Regions from separate parts of the Gossypium hirsutum genome. Here region 1 is linked to region 2. The links are chromatin contacts, called in public Hi-C maps. All regions are on one chromosome and are shown on one strand. Each heading gives the region's core, a stretch centred on a gene start, on an enhancer-like site or on the middle of the called end of the contact. The rest is flanking DNA. Distances are from core to core; before and after follow the strand shown. Region 1 holds the start of LOC107951339 (protein FREE1). Region 2 has its middle 28 kb from the start of LOC121216860.

Evidence for each region. A called contact is a pair of places that touch in the nucleus more often than the background predicts.
Region 1: a contact with region 2 is called in a Hi-C map of leaf, with 3 times the contacts expected there. The contact joins the promoter of LOC107951339 here to the enhancer-like site in region 2. A contact is called at or near these places in 7 of 34 Hi-C or Micro-C datasets (callus, leaf and petal).

The regions. Positions count from the first base shown.
Region 1 is chrA02:31,172,730-31,176,843 of Gossypium_hirsutum_v2.1, reverse strand. It overlaps LOC107951339 (protein FREE1), which reads right to left and starts at 1,833. Exons shown (of 10, transcript XM_016886348.2): 1 at 922-1,833; 2 at 539-625; 3 at 294-425. The coding sequence starts at 1,758.
Region 2 is chrA02:30,417,540-30,421,798 of Gossypium_hirsutum_v2.1, reverse strand. No RefSeq gene overlaps it. Among protein-coding and RNA genes, the nearest start is that of LOC121216860, 28 kb to the left of the region's middle. Within about 2 kb of position 1,993, at least 4 of the 9 cell types and tissues checked have an H3K27ac peak or open chromatin away from gene starts, as enhancers often do. A contact at or near this core is called in leaf, where this site is marked.

The DNA.
Region 1 (4,114 bases), core at 584-3,083, 760 kb before region 2:
TTTGTGTCCATTTGCAGGAATGCAGAATTCATCCAAAGTATGACTCTAGAGAATTTACCAACCATGACCCCGGGGGGGGGGGAATAATGATAATAAAGAAGTGATAGGAAACTAAACAATTAATTCTCATAAGAAATTAACAAAATTATAACTCTCTGACACCAACCTGTACCTCTAGAGAATTTACCAACCATGACCCCGGGGGGGGGGGAATAATGATAATAAAGAAGTGATAGAACTAAACAATTTACTCTCATAAGAAATTAAGAAAATTATAACTCTCTGACACCAACCTGTACAGTTGCAGCTGTTACAATATCCAGAAGGGTGTTTGTAGTGTAACTGTTTGATTGCAACCCGATCCATCTTGGTTCAATGTCAACAGAGCTCTTCGACCAGAATGCAAAAGTAGATGTGTCGGTCACCTACATAAGAAGAAAATATACCCAATGGCCACGTCATTAAAAGAGAAAATTACAAAGTAAAACATATTGAGGAAGGAAAAAAAAATTAAAAATTTATATACTATGTAACTTACTTCACATCTTGTGATGTTCTCAATGGGATATATTCTCAAAGTTCGGCTGGTGTTAGGGTCAAGCATACGAATACCATCTAAACCAATCTGACACCAAAAAGATTAAGCTATATTATGAGTCTAAAGTACTGGATGAATATAAGAACACATTTTTCTGCAATTAATGTCAATAGGAACAACAATATAAATAAACCATACAGAACTAGACACTTCCAATATGAACTAAAATGTTTTATTAACCATACAGAACTAACGAAACTCCAAATCATTTTAGCCATTCAGTTTAAATTCACACATAATTCATCATACTGAAATTGATGCCAGGAACTTCATCTTTCCAGACAAAAGTAAATCAATTTCAACCAATTCTAATTAAGAATTACCTGGCAAAGTACATCCATGGGGCCTTCTCCTCCACCTTCACTCAACAACTTAACCCGAAACTTCTGGACCCCACTCTTTACGGCTTCCAGGGTCTCCGCCTTAGGCACCGCCCTCACAATCTTACCAGAAGATGAACCTGACGAGTCCTTCCCAGAAGGGAAATTAATGGTCCGCCCATAATCGTCGAATTGGACCCAAGTCGATGATTTTGGTGCTGTGCCACGTGCTCCATAAGGCTCCACCTTTCCTCCTTCATAAGCATAAACCCCATCACCATATCCACCATCATCACCGAAGGGTGGATAGCTATCATATCGCTTACCATAGAGATCGGGTCCCATATCGTATCTGCTCTGGTTATAACGTGCTCCGAATTTGTCGTCGAAATAACTGCCACTGCTTTGATCCAATTTCATGGAATTATCGTAGGGGTTGTCATAAGCAGGAGGGACAGAGGATTGTGATGATCCTATTTGATTATATGGGGTTGAATAGTCTGGCGGAATAGGGTTGGGGTTGGAGTCTGGCGGAGGAGGTACATAGCTAGGATACTGATCATAAGGCTGGTAATAAGGTGGCCGGGAGACAGGTGAATCATAAGGCGGGAAAGAAGGGGCAGCGGGAGCCGACGTTGGCGAGATCGGATGCTGATTGAAAGACGGTTGCGAATACAGAGTAGGTGGCGGCGGAGGAGCATAAGAGGGATCAGGATTTTGGTAATCGGAAGGGGAAAAAGGCGGTGCTGATGCGTAAGGTGAGTGATGAAATTGGGATGGGTTGGAGGTGTTAGGGCTTGAAGGTTGATAATAGGAGGAGCTCAAATCTCCTTGTTGCATGGCTGATCTGCCCTGAATCCTGAATTTGATGCTAACTTCTAATACAATGCCGAATTTGATGGGTTATTATTCCGTCTTCTGAAAGCAAGTGTTAAATAATTTAAATATTATTGCCCTCTAGAATCCCATATTTGGATTGGAGCCCATAACTTTCCAAGCCTGCTGGGCTTCCATACCCTTTTATTTTTTCTTCATTTTTTTGAATTATATATTACAACTCTTTAAGAATACTACTACTTATATCATGTGCATTGCATGCGATGTGATAACTCTCATATTTAGAGTTATTTTAGTATAATTTTCATATTATTTTTAGAGTTAATTTTAACATTTAGGTTAGTTTTTATTACATTTTATAGTTTTTTAGATTATTTATTTTTTATTTTATTTTTGCTTGTTTTTATCATTTTTATAATTACTTCGGATTCATTTACTATTTTTCTTTCTTTATTTTTGGTCATAGATGAAGAATAAAAAACTTGGAGCAAAGAGCCAAAAGTGGTGAACAAAAATCTTTTACTCCACCAAATTTAATTCAATGTAGTGGAGCACGCTCTTGAAATTAGAAATTTTGGTAGCAAATAGTCCATTCCACTACAACTTCTTCATGCAATGAAGCGATGTGATTGAAGAACCAAAAAATAAGGGTGACTAGATTTAAGAGGAAAAAACAAAGAGGAAAAGAGGGAGAAACTTGAGGGGATAAAGAACAACTCTCTCGCATTAAGAGGAACTTCCAACTTGCAAAGACAAGAAGAAAAAGAGATCTAGAGCGCTTGGCATAAATTTTATAACTACTTTCTCTCTAGATTGTTTCTTTTTACTTTTTATTTATGCAAGTTTGTTTTAAATATTTTCTTGTGTAGTTTTTTCAACTCAATATGAACTAAACTTTATGTTCTTAGAATAATAATGAACCATATTTCTTAGTTAATTAAATTATTTTCTTTTTGATTATTTTGATCCTTGTTAATTATTTATTCATTCCAAGGCTTATTTAATTTGCTTGCCCAACCACCAAGTTGTATTAATTTGATAATCTTTATTTTTCTTGGAAGAGAAAATTAAGGTTGAGATCTAGACTTAATAGATTAGGATTAACTTTAGTAGTGTTGACGAACGAGTTAATTGGTCGCTAGGATGGGAATACAATTGATGCCTTAGTCAACCCAATAGGGTTTTTCTTAGTGATTTCACCCGACTTGTCTAGTATACGAATTTAGCTAGTGAGGAAGGGGGATTAATTTAGCTAGGTACTGGTAGAGTCTAGTTAATGTCATTGAATATTGGATTAGTAATTACATAGATTGAATAATTGAATGTGAGATATTTGATTAACTAGATTCGGTGAAGTTAAAGTTCTGAGTCTTTAAAATTGATTGAGAAATTTGGAAATTTTCATTGTTTTAGTTTATCAAATATTCATAATTTGCTTAGTTTAATTGAAATAGTAATCATGTAACAGGTAGATTTTAAATAGTGCCAGAAAAAGGTAGTTTGGGAACCCTATTTCTGTAAATCGAGTTTTTAAATATTAAATAAGAATATTTACGGAGTTGGTATAAAAACATATTAAAGTTTGGTCCCTCAATTTTGTCTATAGATTGTTTAATTTAGGTATAAAGACAAAATTATAAAAGTCTTATCGCTATAGATTTTTTATTGGCCAAAGACTTATGGACTTAAATTACAATTAGCCACAGGTCTAAAATGGTAATTAAACCATTTTGCAACATGAGTTAGTTGCATTTGATGACATATCCCACTTATATTAATTAAGATTAGTTTATTATAAATTGAACCATGTTAATGATAATTAAATTAGTTAATTAATCACTAATTAAACAATATAAGTTAAAATAATAAAATATTTCTTAAAATAATAAAATATTTCATCTTATTTTCTTCTCCATCTTCTTTTCTTTTTCATAGGTTAAAGGAATAAAACCTAAGAAAATTCAAGAAACATTCAGACCTCCATTAGTAAGTAAATTAAGTCATTTTCTTATATTTTTATGTTTTTGAGGTCATGAGAGCTTGATTTAGCTAGACCATGAACCAATTTGAAAAATTGTTAAAGTTTTTGAAAGTTTCCATTGTTGATTTCTTAAACAAATTGGTGTTAAATTGATAGATTTTAAACTTAGATATGAAAAAGGTCTAGATTGTAATGTTTAAATTGTTAGCTTTATACATAAGGATTAAAGTGAATAAATTGTCAAATTGATGTGAAATTTCAGTAAAAATTGATAGTAGAGGGACTAAAATGAATGTAATTATAATCAGTTTTAAAATCGAGGCTCAAAATTCAAAGACATGGCTATTTCGATTTCAGGGACTAAATTGAATAAAATGC
Region 2 (4,259 bases), core at 744-3,243:
TAAGATTATCAAACACAAGAAAATGGCAAAGCCTTACTCTTAATATCTTTTATATGTTCACCCCGATTCAAAAACAAGGCGGTGATCGCATTATGATCAGCATAGGATCTAAGTTACAATATACTTAATACGCTATAAAAGAAAATGGAAAAGTTGAACAAACTATTGGCCCAAAGCCTTAGAACTCAGAAGCAAGCACACTTCTTATCCACTCTAGTTTTTCTTTTATTCCAGCACCTCAGCTCAAAAAAATTATGAGGTGATCTTTATAATTTCCCATGACATGAGACAATTAAGGAGAAAATCTCGAAAAAGGAAGAACAGAAGTTACTGCTTACCCTTAATTATTGTTCAGGCCTTTATTTACGGAAAATACCCTTCAAGGGAGACGTAGGAGTCGTCGGAGATTGTCAGTGGCTCCATCATCGACTCCTCCACCAGCTTCAGCCTTGCAGCCAAGCTTTGGTCTAAGCGAAAAGCTGGGCAAAGGCAAGCTGCTAGGTGGTGGAGAGAGTGTAAAGATAGAACTTGAAAGCCTCTCCAAATCTCTCGCAGCCACCTGGGGTCCTCCTGATGCCATGACAAAGGGCTTACTAATTGCACCTTGTGCTTTTTTTCCCTCCGTTGGTCTGGTTTGAAGTTTCTTTGGCTCTCCTACTGATTTCCCACTGAGTTGCTTTGATTTTGATCTCTTTGGAGGGGTCAGAGATTGGTCTTTGTTTCTGTTGCTTTTGAGGTTAGATGGAGAAGATAGAAGGGTTGGGGTTCGAGAAGGGAGCGAAGTATGAAGAGGTTTATTAGGGAGTGGAAGTGGAAGGAGAGGTGGTTGCTGCTGAGCCTGATAGAATGGATAAGAGAAGGAAAGAGAAGGTAGGGGAGCCAAAAAGAGGCCTCCTCCTCCTCCTCCTCCCCCCCATGGATGATGCTCGTGTGAGCTCCACTACTATGTCTCCTTGGAATGTTCTTGAGTTGCTTGTTTGGAGAAACAGATTTCTCAGCTGAAGATGGCAAGAAAATCCCATCCATAATACTACTGGGTTTTGCTTTGGCAAACAACGAACAAGCTTTTTCAATATCAAACAAAAAGAGGCGATGATCTTCGCAATAATATGATCAAAAGCCTGAACCCAAAAACATGTTCAAGATATATATATTTCAGAGGAAATCTTTACAGATTTTCTCAATGAAAAGTAAAAAGAAAAAGAATATTATTGGTTAGAAAATGCTATTGATAAACAGAAAATAGATACAAAATCGATTTCGATCCCAGAGGGATCCGAAATGGTTTGGATTTTTAATTTATTTTACTTTTCTTCCTGACTTTCATGTGTTTTAAAGTCTGTGCCTCTTTTTATACAAGTAATAAACTCCACGTCTCCAACGGCTACTTTATTTTTTATTGTAATTTACTTTTCGTTAAAATTGTCTGTTAGGCCCTATACTTTTGATAAAATTTGAGATTTGTTCTCCATATTTAAAATGTTAGAAATTAAGCCCTTTAACTGTTTTGATCTAAAAATCCCAATCCAATCATTAAAATAGTAAGTATTTTTTGTCAAAATTTACCAATTTAGCATGTTGATTAAGTTTCCCTCATCTGACATGTCATATGAGTGAAAATAAACATTTTAACATATGATAATTATTGGATTAAGATTTTTAAATTGAAAAAGTAAGAGAATTGAGTTTTTAAATTTTAAAATATAGGGAGTAAATATCAAATTATATAGAAATGCAGGGACTAGTAACATACTTTCTCCTTTACTTCTTTTTTTTTTTCATTTTCTTTATAATAAAAATGTTACCACAGACACCTAATTTACCGACAGCCATTGCAGTCCAAGGCTTGGGAAACACTGTTGGGCGGCAGCCGTCAATTCGATTGACGCCGTTGGATCGAATAATTAGAAATAGCCGGTGAGGAGATACCAGCCGTTGATCACTCCCTCGGGCTCTAGGATGTTGGTCTGGTTTGAAAGGGACTTGAAAGAATCCTAGCAATACACGTATCCCACTTGGCGGGACCCAAGACTATTTAATGACCATCTTATGCAAGAGCAACACATAAATAGAAAATAGGAGTAAAACATTAAATATTTTATGTGATAATACAGTGCAAGACCTTAAGGGATTGGTACACGTGGCAGAAGGCCAGCCAGTCTTGATGTGAATTTCCGGTCCATGATTGGTCGGTGCCATGCACGTGACCTTCATTCACATCTATTAATTTTGATTTAAACGATGTATAACGACGTCTTTGTCCATTTAATGGAATAATCTCTGTTATCCCAGATCATGGAATTGCTTAATTTGAATTGAATTCAATGTTTCTCTTTTTACTTGCTTAATCACATCGAATCTCATAAGAATTCGTGACTATTTTTAAAATATATATTAACAAATCATTACCTCATTTAATTGGTAAAAGTAGAGATTTTGCTTCAAAGATTTATCATGCCTAATTTATATAAGTTTTTAACTTTTATAATATATGAGAGTTTTGGTCTACTTAATCGTAATTGGTTGATTTTAGTTTAAACTATATTAATTCTTAATTTGTTTATGTTATAATAATTTGAATGTACAGTTCATTTATAATAGTTTAATACTTGTATTTATAATTGTATTGTCCTTGTTACAATTCATAAATATATATATAAAAAAAACTAAAAAAATATGTATTTGTATTTTATGTAATAATCATATTCATGGTATTATATATTTATATGAAATTTTATATATTTATAATTCCTTTATATAAAAAAAAATTCATTATTTAATATTTAAAAATTTGGCGAAGTTAGTGTCACTCTTAGTTAGGTTACCAACTCAATAATGAAATTACATGAATATTTTTATTTTAAACTATAATATTATTATGAAGCCATTTTGTCTTTTCATACTTTTATAAGTAAAATAACATGGACACCCCTATATCAGGATTCAATTTGCATTTTGTCCCCTCTGCTTAAAAGATGGGCAAATTAATCCTTGGACATTAGATTAAATGCAAAATGATTGTTTTATTAAAAATTCCATCCAATTCTTCTATTAAAAACTAGTCATTGTACATCAATAAAATGTACACATGACACGTCACATGTCATTTTCTAGTTATTCAGTCAACCACGCAAGTTTTTAACAGTACAAATAAATAAATTTTTTAACAGAAAGGACTAATTTTCTCTTTGATTTAACGTATAAGGACTAATTTATTTATTTTTTAGTAGAGAGAAAAAAAAATACAATTTGACTCCTAATATAAAAACACCCATAATTCTTTTACCTACTTTAATATTATTTTTAAATAAATCAATTAAGAATCATAAATCCAAAAATTAAACATATATTCAATAATATTAAAATACTAATTCATCATCACTCGATCTATTTTCACTAATATATAAATTTTAAAAAATATATTTTTAAGGAGAAAATCTAATTTATATTATTCTCATATTATACTTGTGTCATATAATCATTTTGTATATAATACTAGTTGACATTATTAAAATCGGTGTCAATTTCATGTTAACACCACCATGTTACCCTTTTTATATCATAATCATATTCAATGTACTAAATATTGGTACAAATTTAACACATCACTAATTATTTTTTAAATGAAAAAAATTATTTTACTTTGATTTTTAACACCTTCGTGCATTTATGTTGTGTCATCTAGTGTTCATGTTGAACTCACATTTATATTGTGTTTATTCGACGATAAATTTATATCAATGATCGAAATTATTCAAGATTTCTGAGTGTAAATAGTGTTTTTTAGAAATATAGTAGATAAAAATTTAAATTACGTACATAATTAACCATATTTACAAATGATTTAATTTATAAAATATTTTTATCAAATTCCTCACAAGGTTTATTTAAACCGTGATAATAAATACATAAAAATATTTAATGCAATTTAAAATAATTATAACATTAAAAATAATCGAATTTTAACTTGGTTAGCATGAACATTGTTATCGATGTAAGAGAACGTAGTTCAAGCATGCTAAACTATATTTATTCTCCTATTCAAGGATTGAGAAATAGTTATAAGTAATAGAGATAATTTATTGGGGACTAAACCTGTCCAAGAGTTGAATAGCTCACCTGACATGATAAACCTGATCCGATTAGAACTCGACTTGAATAAAGATTTTTACATTTCGACTCGACATGCATTTAATTTGAGTAGTTAAAAGTATTTTTAAATTAAAATTTAATTATAATATATATAAAATAGTAACAAA